Linked DNA regions of Mus musculus: region 1 is linked to region 2. Evidence: chromatin contacts called from public promoter capture Hi-C data. All regions are on one chromosome and are shown on one strand. The core of a region is the stretch at or near the end of the contact, and the rest is flanking DNA. Distances in the headings are between cores, read along the strand shown. Region 1 overlaps Zfp609 (zinc finger protein 609). Region 2 overlaps Zfp609 (zinc finger protein 609).

Evidence for each region. Capture Hi-C pulls out chosen DNA fragments and counts their contacts.
Region 1: a promoter capture Hi-C map of adipose tissue shows a contact between it and region 2. The contact joins two enhancer-like sites. A contact is called at or near these places in 3 of 484 Hi-C or Micro-C datasets (cerebral cortex, cortical neurons and embryonic stem cells), 2 of 115 datasets of contacts at active chromatin or transcription factors (embryonic basal ganglia and embryonic stem cells) and 4 of 9 other capture datasets (adipose tissue, embryonic stem cells, liver and 1 more).

What each region holds. Positions count from the first base shown.
Region 1 is chr9:65,786,224-65,791,384 of GRCm38.p6, reverse strand. The region is part of intron 2 of Zfp609 (zinc finger protein 609); the gene reads left to right. Among named protein-coding and RNA genes, the nearest start is that of Zfp609, 39 kb to the left of the region's middle. Within about 2 kb of position 3,719, at least 116 of the 459 cell types and tissues checked have an H3K27ac peak or open chromatin away from gene starts, as enhancers often do. A contact at or near this core is called in adipose tissue, where this site is marked.
Region 2 is chr9:65,700,996-65,706,349 of GRCm38.p6, reverse strand. Zfp609 (zinc finger protein 609) reads left to right here. Exons shown (of 10, transcript NM_172536.3): 4 at 172-259; 5 at 1,732-4,078; 6 at 5,162-5,354. Among named protein-coding and RNA genes, the nearest start is that of Oaz2, 27 kb to the right of the region's middle. Within about 2 kb of position 3,924, at least 43 of the 459 cell types and tissues checked have an H3K27ac peak or open chromatin away from gene starts, as enhancers often do. A contact at or near this core is called in adipose tissue, where this site is marked.

The sequences.
Region 1 (5,161 bases), core at 2,470-4,969, 85 kb before region 2:
CCTACCCCAGGACTTTCTCTATCAAACTAAGTGTCTGGCACTGCTACTGAGGGATTTCTGTCAGCCGAGCATGTGTATTTCCCTTCATGAAATCAGGGTTTGCTCTAACACACCTTCTTGGCAGAGTTCCCTGGAGAGACTGAAATGGCTCTTAGGAGCCATTGCTGCCCTGAGCTGTTGAACACCCCTGAGGAGATGGGAAAGGTAATAATGTCAAGGAAAGGCCGTGGAGCTTCTGGCCTCTGTCTGCTTCCTTGCTTTTTGGCTTGATTGATAGGTTGTTAGGTTGAGGATGGAATAGGAGATGCATGGAGGAGGTAGATTCCTGTCTGATGCTCTGAGCTCACCCCTCTGACACCCCTCTGACAGGCAAGGAGAAAGGAATTCACAAACAAGACAGTGTTATCTGTCGGTGCTAACTGTCAGGGTGTCTGTCCAGGAGTTCCGGATAAGGCGTTTATTGAAAATACTTTTTTTCCAAGTTGTATAAGGTACCTAGTCAGCTCTAGTGATTAGGGTCTAATTCTGCACTCCCAAGCTTCCTTTTCCTTAGCACTTGCTTTTGATGTTAAAGGTGGGAACCGTACACTCAGCTGGCAGTGCTGGTGTCAGCTAAGGTTGCTTTCACTGGGCTTTACTTGCCTTTCTCTGACTTCCCTCGTTAGTTTAGCGTACAAGAAAACGTGCTGTTCAGGGTGTTCCTGGCTTTCTTGCCTTCAGATTATGGGTTTCTACAGTAAATGTGTTTTAAGAGCGTCTTCCTTTGCCCTTGGTTTCCCATTCTAGTTTATGCCTTCTAAGTCATTTCTTTTGTGTTGCCATTCCTCATTAGCCAATCTAGGTCAGGTTTGTTATTCCCAGTGGTCTCAGGCTTTCCTGATGCCTTCCTCCTGACTTGTTGCTCTTTCCTCAGTTATTGACAGCCTAGCCAAATGTCCCCAAGCATTTTCCTTCACTGAAAAAATAAAAAGCTGATTCTTCTGTGGGTCCAAGTTGCATTGTCTGACCACAAGCATGATTTATTTTTATTCAGCAGCTCTTATTTTCTTTATGGGTGGTGTCATTCATGGAAAGTCTAGAGAAAGATTGTCTTGTTCAATTTCCCCATTTTGAGAAAGGAAGCTTCCTCCAGACTGTGAAGGTCATGTGACTTTCTCAGGCTTTCTTGGATTATAACAAAGGCTAGTATGGAAGCTAGGTTTTTGATTTATTGTTTGGGAGATATTGTCTGATTTTTGTTTTTGAGTCTGGGCCTTTGTGTCATGGGCTCATAGGTATGAGCTATCATGCCACACCTGGTTAAAGCTACGGTTTTTTTAACACCATGATTTTTCTGTACAAGCAGAGTGTGGCATGTGTGCCTGTGTGCACTTGAAAGTCAGGTGTTCTGCTCTAGTGTTCTCTGTGACTCTGGAGTGTAGGTTGGCAGGTAGCAAGCCTCTCACTTCTCTGTCTTCTTTCACAGCTCTGAGGTTGTAGGTGTATGCAGAGCCATGCTTGGTTCTCTGTGCTCCAAGGGTGCTGGGGTCCAGAACAGGTTCTTGTGCTTTTACAGCCAATGCTTTTATCCACCGAACCGTCTTTCCAGCCTCTTGAACACTAAATGATGTAGTATGTATTATTCTAGGTTTCTTTTTTTTTTTTTTTAGTGTGAAACCCTGTCTTTTTTTTTCTTTTAGATTGTTTTATTTATTTTATGTTTATGTTATTTATTTATTTAATGTTATTTTAGACACACCAGAAGAGGGCATCAGATCCCATTACAGATGGTTGTGAGCCACTATGTGGTTGCTGGGAGTTGAGCTCAGGGCCGCTGGAAGAATAGTTGGTGCACTTAACCACTGAGCCATCTCTCTAGCCCTACTCTAGATTTCTTAATGAATTTGTAATTGTCATAGTTGTTCTCCATTGAACCATATGGGTCCAGGGATCAAGCTCAGGTCCGCAGGCCTGGGACAGACGCCTTTGCTTGCTGAACCCTCTTACTGACCCATGGATACCGTTGGCTTATTTCGTATATCAAATGGCTGTACCTTAGATTCTAGGTAAAGAAGAGATGGTCTTTTCTTTCTAAGAGCTAACAGTTACCAAGTAAAGTAGAGCTCCTAAAAGTGCATAGAACCTGGGTAAGGATGTCTTTCAAGGGAGGGTTGTTGACTGGCAAGATGGCCTTGCAGGTGAAGCTCTCGACAACAGAACCTCACTACCTAAGTTCACACACATATCCCACCCACTCCCCAGAACCTTACAATGGAAGAAAAGACCTGGCTCCAGAAAATTGTTCTTTGACCTCTACTTGTACTGTGATGCAGTCTTAGGTACAAATCAAGTGTACAACAGGTTTTTGGTTTGGTTTGGTTTGGTTTGGTTTTTTTAAGTGTAGATTGTTGACCCTACACCACATCTACTGCATACGTTTTTGGGATAAGGGCCCAGAGATCTTGACTTTGAAGTAAAAAGATTTTGTGAACCTTTGTACATTTTCTTTGTGGGGTACATTTTCGAAACCATTTCTGATTTTAAGACCAACTTGAATGTAAATTTCACATCAAGTCTTACATGATTTTGTGATTACGAATGTACTCTGGGAAGTGAAAGCATGGCTGGCTTAGCAGGTTAGGGATCCCTGCCAACTCTAATGACCTGCGTTTGATTCCCAGAACCCATACGTCAGAAGAAAGCTGACTCTCTCAAATTATCCTCTGACCTTAACAAATGCATATGTGCACACATACAGACACACAGATGTACACACATTCCCATCCTACCCCCCCCCTTCTAATTTTTCTTTTCTTCTTAAAGAATGTGATCTGCAGCCTGACTGTTGGGAGTTTCTCAGCTCTGTGCTTGTGAACTGAGTGATCTTGAGCTAGTTACCTAACTGATCTTTACTAGTCTACACATTGGTTATTGCAATATTAAATTAGTTGTTGGGCATCATGGCACACACCTTTAATCCCAGTACTTGGGAGGCAGATGCAGGCAAATCTCTTGGGTTCAAGGCCAGCCTGTTCCATATGGGAAGTTAGGACAGCTAAGGCTACATAGGAAGATTTTGTTTACAAAACAAAAAATTACATTAGTTAAGTCAGAGAAAATTATGTAATACATAGGAAGCATTTAGTAACGATTAGAAAAAAATTATTTTATTTAAAATATGTGTCAGTCTGTCCTAGGCAATGATGGTCTGAACTATAACAGTTTATTGCACAAGAAAGCCTGTCAGTAACAGATGAACATGTTGGCTAAGACTTTCATCACTGTGCCCAGGAGAAGCTCCAAACCTGGGCTGGGAAATTTGCATGCTGGTGCTATGTTCTAAAGCCTCAGAAGACCAAAAACAAGATTCAGAGAGATTGAAGCAGCCTAGTTGTACTTCAGATTTCGTATGAATTGGCTGCAACCCTGGGGTGGTGTTGAGTGTGCTGGATGGACGTTGCTGTGGGTCTGCCAGCATATACAGTCTCATGGCAGAGCATGGAAGAGCGGTGCTTTTGTTGCTACATAAGCATGCAAAGGAAAATAAAATCTAAGTCCTAGTCCCTAATTTTCCTCCCCTGATGTGAACTTGTATTTTTGCCATTTGGGTACAAGAGCTTTTTACCAGCGGGGCTTATCTAGAGAGGCAGCAGGCTTGTGCTTTCAGGCTAGAGGTGGCAATAACACACACAGCTGAGATCTGCCACTGCTGACTGCCTGAGACCTCCTCTCTGTGGTTTGCACTCTTCAAGCCATGCTTGAGTAACCTGCCTCCAGAGCTGCTGACAGGGCTGTGTTCAGAGGCCTTGGAAATTACACTGTTCATTTCCTTATCATCCTCTGACCTGTAGTGCAGAGCCTTCTGGTGCAGGAACAAGGCAGAAAAAAATCCAGACGGCTTCTCGCCAGCAAGTGTCAAGAGCTACAAAGAAGGAAATTGGACTTGCTCACTTAAAAACCATGGGGTTAGGCTTTGATTTTTAGATCCTGCTGAGAGTTATTTGTGTGTGTGAGCATGTTTTATCTCTGCATTTGTATAGAATTGATTCTGTACACGGCAGTGGTATGGAGGAGGAGTGTCTGAAGGTAGAGAGCAGAGGGAAGATTGCTTTTCTCCTCGGCTAATTTCCCAGTTGTACCATTTGTGTGGGCTTGGAAAAATTAGCATCAGGAAGGTGCCAGGCCATATTAATATTTTAAAATATATTACTCTTGATACAGTTTAGTCATGGATGAGAGCACCCACATAAGAAATGTCCTTGGCTATCTGAGGAGACATGTGTATCAAACGCTTTTCCCTGAAGTTATTCATTCTTGGATACTGGTGTGTCAGTGCTTATGTTGTCTTGGACTTCAGATCTGTCTCAGCACGAGGCAGAGGACAGACTGCTGGAAGAGTAGGAGGGTAATTTAGAGCACTTAGAAAATGTCTATTTATAGGGTAAAATTATACTTAAAGGGTCTAGAGAGTTAAGGCTCAACAGTTTAAAGAGTATTTGCTGTTCTTGTGGAGGACCTACGTTCCCAGCACCTAGGTCAAGCAGCTTACAACCGTTTATAACCCCAGCGACCAGAGATCTAACACGTTCTTTTGGGCTTTACCAGTACTACACATGTCTGGCACTCACAGAGACACTTAACACCTAAATAAAAATAAAAAATATAATAGATCTTAAAGAATGTGTCTCTATTATGGTGGTTGGCATAATAAAATGGCCTCTTTTTTTTTTTTCTTTTAGCTATAAAGACCAACAAGAAAGGTGTTTTGTTTTGTTTTCCCCGGAATGAGGGAAAATCAAGATGGTAAAAGGGTTTTTCCGTTATGTACGTGTATATTTCTGGAATTCTTTCTTGTTCTTGAATCTTCATGGCCAGTGGTACCTTTTTGAACTCGGAAAGGAAAGGAAGAGAGGGTGGGAAATCCCTTAACCTTTAGACCCTGGAAGTATTTTTTAAACCCTTAGTGTTTTTCTTTTGAAAGTACTCTATCGAACAGTTCCACATGAAGTGCTAACTAAGGTGAGAATGAAAGTCACCATTTCTTTTAGCATCAGTAGCTTTTGGTGGCTGGATAAAGACTCCACTGTCAGACTTCAACCAGGGCTCCCAGTAACCCTTAGGCTCAATTTTTCACAATTTGCATTTTAGCATTGCATTTCCTCCCTGCTGTGGCAGCGCATAT
Region 2 (5,354 bases), core at 2,675-5,174:
GGATCCAGGAGTACTCTAGGCAGTTCCTTCTCATGGAACTGTTCTCGCCCATGGGTACCAGAGCAGCATTAAACTTCCACAGGAGGAACCAGAGTACTTCTCAGATAAAGAATATTCTTTGCAGTGGCCAAAAGGTTTGTATCACCCATACTTCTTTCTTCTTGATTTCAGGGATGTTGGTGGTAAATGTGACATGGAGAAACAAGACATATGTAGGTACACTTCTTGACTGCACAAGGCATGATTGGGCACCCCCAAGGTGAGCATGAACAGTTTATATCAGTCTGAACCCCCACATAATCAGTGAACTGTTAGACCTTTATCTTACTACTGGCCTGAAACTGAAGCCTCCTGAGTGCTGGTATCAGTAGCTTGAGGCACCACCCCAAGTTATATCCACCTTCCTTCCTTCCTTCCTTCCTTCCTTCCTTCCTTCCTTTCTTCCTCCTTCCCTCCCTCCGTCCCTTCTTTCCTTCCTTCTTCCTTCCCTCCCTCCCTCCCTCCCTCCCTCCCTTCCTTCCTTTCTTCTTGCCTTCCTTCCTTCCAGCCTCCCCCTTCTTCCCTCCCTCCCTTCCTCCTTTCTTTGGGACAAGGGTTCATCCCATAGCTCAGGCTGTCTTGGAACTCACTGAATAAGGCAGGCTGCCTCAAACCCAAGGTGACCATCTTACCTTAGCTTCCTGACTGCTGGGATTACAGGTGTTTGTGTGAGTCACTGGGCCTGGCCTTACTTTCAAGTTGCAAATTTGATCTTTAAGTAAACATCTCAAGCAGCCATAGTTCTATGTACCTGTAATCCCAGCCCTGGTGAATACAGAAGGGTTAGACGTTCAAAGCCACCTTTAGCAACACAGGAAGTTGAGGCTAACCCTGAGTACATACCTTGTCTCCAAATGTGTGATAATATTAACATCTGGGTCTGGAATATTCTGTGAGGCTTAGGGATTAATTCTCTAACAGCACCACAAAGTAAAAATGCAATAAAAACACTAATATCTCGGGCTGGTGAGATGGCTCAGTGGGTAAGAGCACCCGACTGCTCTTCCGAAGGTCCGAAGTTCAAATCCCAGCAACCACATGGTGGCTCACAACCACCCGTAATGAGATCTGATGCCCTCTTCTGGTGCGTCTGAAGACAGCTACAGTGTACTTACATATAATAAATAAATAAATAAATAAATAAATAAATAAATAAATAAATAAAGAAAGAAAGCCACTCTCCTCTTTAAAAAAAAAAAAAAAACACTAATATCTCAATGTCTTCTTATATCTTATTCCTGATGTTAGTACCCAGTGTGCTAGGGCTTAAGAGGCCTAGACTATGGTGTGGGGTGTTCCAGAACTGGTATGCAAATGACATGCTAGGAGGTTACCTCTTAATACAGTTCCCGTGCAGGTTCCTAAAGGAAACCAGTTATTAAAACGGAAGCTGAAGCTGGGCGTGGTGGCGCATGCCTTTAATCCCAGCACTCAGGAGGCAGAGGCAGCCAGCCTGGTCTACAAAGTGAGTTTCAGGATAGCTCTAGCTATACAGAGATACCCTGTCTCAAAAAAAAAAAAAAAGGAAGCTGGGCAGAAGAATTGCTGCAAGTTAGAGGCCAGCTTTGACTATAGTGAGCTCCTAGCCAGCCTAGGTTTCAAGAAAAAGAAAGCTGGGTGTAGTTCATGCTGGTAGGCCCTGCCTCACAAAAACAAAAGTAATATATCCTGTCCTATTTGTCCTTTTCCAAGGTTCTGTGACTCCCCCACCAGTGACTTGGAAATGCGGAACGGCCGAGGAAGAGGCAAGCGCATGCGTCCCAGCAGTAACACACCTGTCAGTGAGGCAGCCGCAGCCTCTGACAGCAAAGGGACCAGCAGCAGCAGCAAGACCCGAGCAGGAGCCAATAGCAAAGGCCGTCGGGGTAGCCAGAACTCCTCAGAGCACCGCCCTCCTGCTAGCAGCACCTCTGAGGATGTCAAAGCCAGCCCTTCCTCAGCCAATAAGCGGAAAAGCAAACCTCTTTCAGACATGGAGCTGAATTCTAGCTCAGAGGACTCCAAAGGGAGCAAGCGTGTCCGTACAAATTCCATGGGCTCAGCCACCGGGCCCCTCCCTGGGACCAAGGTAGAACCCACTCTTGTGGACAGAAATTGTCCCTCCCCGGTCCTGATTGACTGTCCCCACCCAAACTGCAACAAAAAGTACAAGCACATCAATGGGCTTAAGTACCACCAAGCTCACGCCCACACGGATGACGACAGCAAACCGGAAGCTGATGGAGACAGTGAGTATGGAGAAGAGCCCGCCCTCCATGCAGACCTCAGCTGCAACGGTGCACCTGTCCCACAGAAAGGATCCTTGTCCCCTGCCCGCTCAGCTACCCCCAAAGTTCGGCTTGTTGAGCCTCACAGCCCTTCCCCTTCGAGCAAATTCAGCACAAAAGGCCTCTGTAAGAAAAAACTGAGTGGGGAGGGAGACACAGACCCTGGAGCCTTATCCAATGATGGCTCTGATGACGGGCCCTCGGTAATGGATGAAACAAGCAATGATGCCTTTGACTCTTTGGAAAGGAAGTGTATGGAAAAGGAAAAGTGTAAAAAGCCCTCCAGTCTGAAATCTGAAAAGATTCCATCCAAGAGCTTAAAATCAGCCCGCCCCATTGCCCCTGCCATCCCCCCACAACAGATCTACACTTTCCAGACAGCCACCTTCACAGCAGCAAGCCCAGGTTCCTCCTCAGGCTTGACCACCACCGTGGTCCAAGCAATGCCCAACAGTCCCCAACTCAAGCCCATTCAGCCCAAGCCCACTGTTATGGGAGAGCCTTTCACAGTCAACCCTGCCCTGACCCCTGCCAAGGACAAGAAAAAGAAAGACAAAAAAAAGAAGGACTCATCAAAGGAACTTGAAAGTCCTCTGACCCCTGGGAAGGTATGCCGAGCAGAAGAAGGTAAGAGCCCGTTCAGAGACGCAGCAGGAGATGGAATCAAAGTGGAGAGCCTTCTGAACGGCTCCTCAGAGTCCCACCAAAGCCGGTTAGCTAGTATCAAGGCTGAGGCTGATAAGATTTACAGTTTCACTGACAATGCCCCCAGCCCTTCAATTGGAGGCAGCAGCCGCCTAGATAGTACTACCCCGACCCAACCCCTAACTCCCCTCCACGTAGTGACCCAGAATGGAGCCGAAGCCAGCTCAGTCAAAACCAATAGCCCTGCCTACTCTGACATCTCTGATGCTGGGGAGGATGGGGAGGGCAAGGTGGACAGTGCCAAGTCGAAGGACCCCGAGCAGCTGGTTAAAGAAGGGGCTAAGAAAACACTGTTCCCCCCTCAGCCACAGAGCAAAGACTCCCCATATTATCAAGGCTTTGAAAGTTACTACTCTCCAGGTTATGCACAGTCCAGCCCAGGGACTCTCACCTCAAGCAGCCAGGCAGGAATGGAGGGCCAGCCCCTAAAGACAAAAAAGGATGAGGAGCCTGAGAGCGTAGAAGGGAAAGTAAAGAATGATGTCTGTGAGGAAAAGAAGCCGGAGCTGAGCAATTCCAGTCAGCAGCCCTCCGTCATCCAGCAGCGGCCCAACATGTACATGCAGTCCCTGTACTACAACCAGTATGCCTACGTGCCTCCTTATGGCTACAGTGACCAGAGTTACCACAGCCACCTCCTGAGTACCAACACCGCTTATCGGCAGCAGTATGAAGAACAGCAGAAGCGGCAGAGCCTGGAGCAGCAGCAGCAGCAGCAGCGGGGACTGGACAAGAAGACAGAGATGGGCCTGAAAGAGCGGGAGGCATCGCTCAAGGAAGAGTGGAAGCAAAAGCCCTCAATTCCACCAACTCTCACCAAGGCTCCCAGCCTGACAGACCTGGTGAAGTCAGGGCCCGGCAAGGCCAAGGAGCCTGGGACAGATCCTGCCAAGTCTGTCATCATTCCCAAGTTAGATGACTCATCAAAACTCCCCAGCCAGCCCCCTGAAGGCCTTAAAGGGAAGCTGGGTGAGGCCAGCCACCTAGGCAAGGAGGCGTCTGAGGCTAAGACGGGCACTGAGTGTGGCCGACAGGCAGAGGTGGATCCAATACTCTGGTACCGACAGGTAACTGTTGTATGTAAGGAAGTGGAGATGCTGTCTAATAAACTTTCTGGCCCCCACAGACCAGCATTGTCTTGTTTAGGGGTTCCATAGAATTGAAATTAGCAGAAGAGTTTTATAATTTTAGTAAACATGTACATTTTATGTTTTTTAAAAAGCACTTTTACCTCCTTAAAAGGTATTTTTTTCCTTAAATAGGGAAGAAGGACTAATAAGACAACTTATGTTGTCTACAATTAGTTGAGACTTCATTAGCAAAGCAAGACAAGAACCTGGGTATTTTGACTTCTAGCCCAGTGTTCAGAATGTTTCAGAATGGAAGCATATAGCACTCACAGGTTTCTTTAAAAAGGAATTTATGATGTCAGCTATGACAACACATGCCTGTAATCCTAGGACTTGGGAGGCTAAAAGCAGGTTATCTTGAGTTTATAGCCACACTGAGCTATATAGCCTGGGCTACATATACTTAGCAAGACCCTGTTCTCTCAAAATAAATATTATTTAGAAATTAAAACTAATGGGACTGGAGAGATGGCTCAGTGGTTAAAAGTACTTTCTGTCCTTCCAGAAGACTGGTTTATTCCTAGTACCCACATCAGATGGCTCACAACCTCCTGTGACTCCACTTCCAGGGGATCTGATTCTCTCATCTGGTCTCCGCAGATACCCATACCTGTTGCAAACATTCACACGGTCTTCCCTTTCCTCCTGGGGCACTGATAACTGCAAAGCACCATAAACATCTTGGCAGGAGGCAACTTGTATTCCCAGAGTCGCTGCCCCAGGAGTCTTGTACAGAGAAGAGCCACTGATGGTGTCACTGTTTCTCTCCTAGGATCTTGTTTCCTAGGAGAAGGTGTTTTGTCATGACAGGGTCTCGCTATGTATTCCTGGCTGGCCCTGAACCCACCTGTAGGTTCTGCCTCTGCCTCCTCAGTGTTTTTGTAAACAAATTCTGTACAAGTCAGAAGCGCACTGCGCCTTGAGTGCTGTTATGATCTGTTAATGTTTCTACTTAGACCTTGGGTTTGAAAAGGCTTTTATGTGTACTACTACTCGGCACCCATTCTGTGGTTTTTGCAGGAGACGGAGTCTCGAATGTGGACATATGTTTATCCTGCCAAATACTCAGACATCAAGTCAGAGGATGATCGGTGGAAAGAGGAACGGGACCGAAAATTAAAGGAGGACAGGAGCCGGAGTAAGGACTCTGTTCCCAAGGAAGACGGGAAGGAAAGCACAAGTAGTGACTGCAAGCTACCCCCATCTGAGGAAT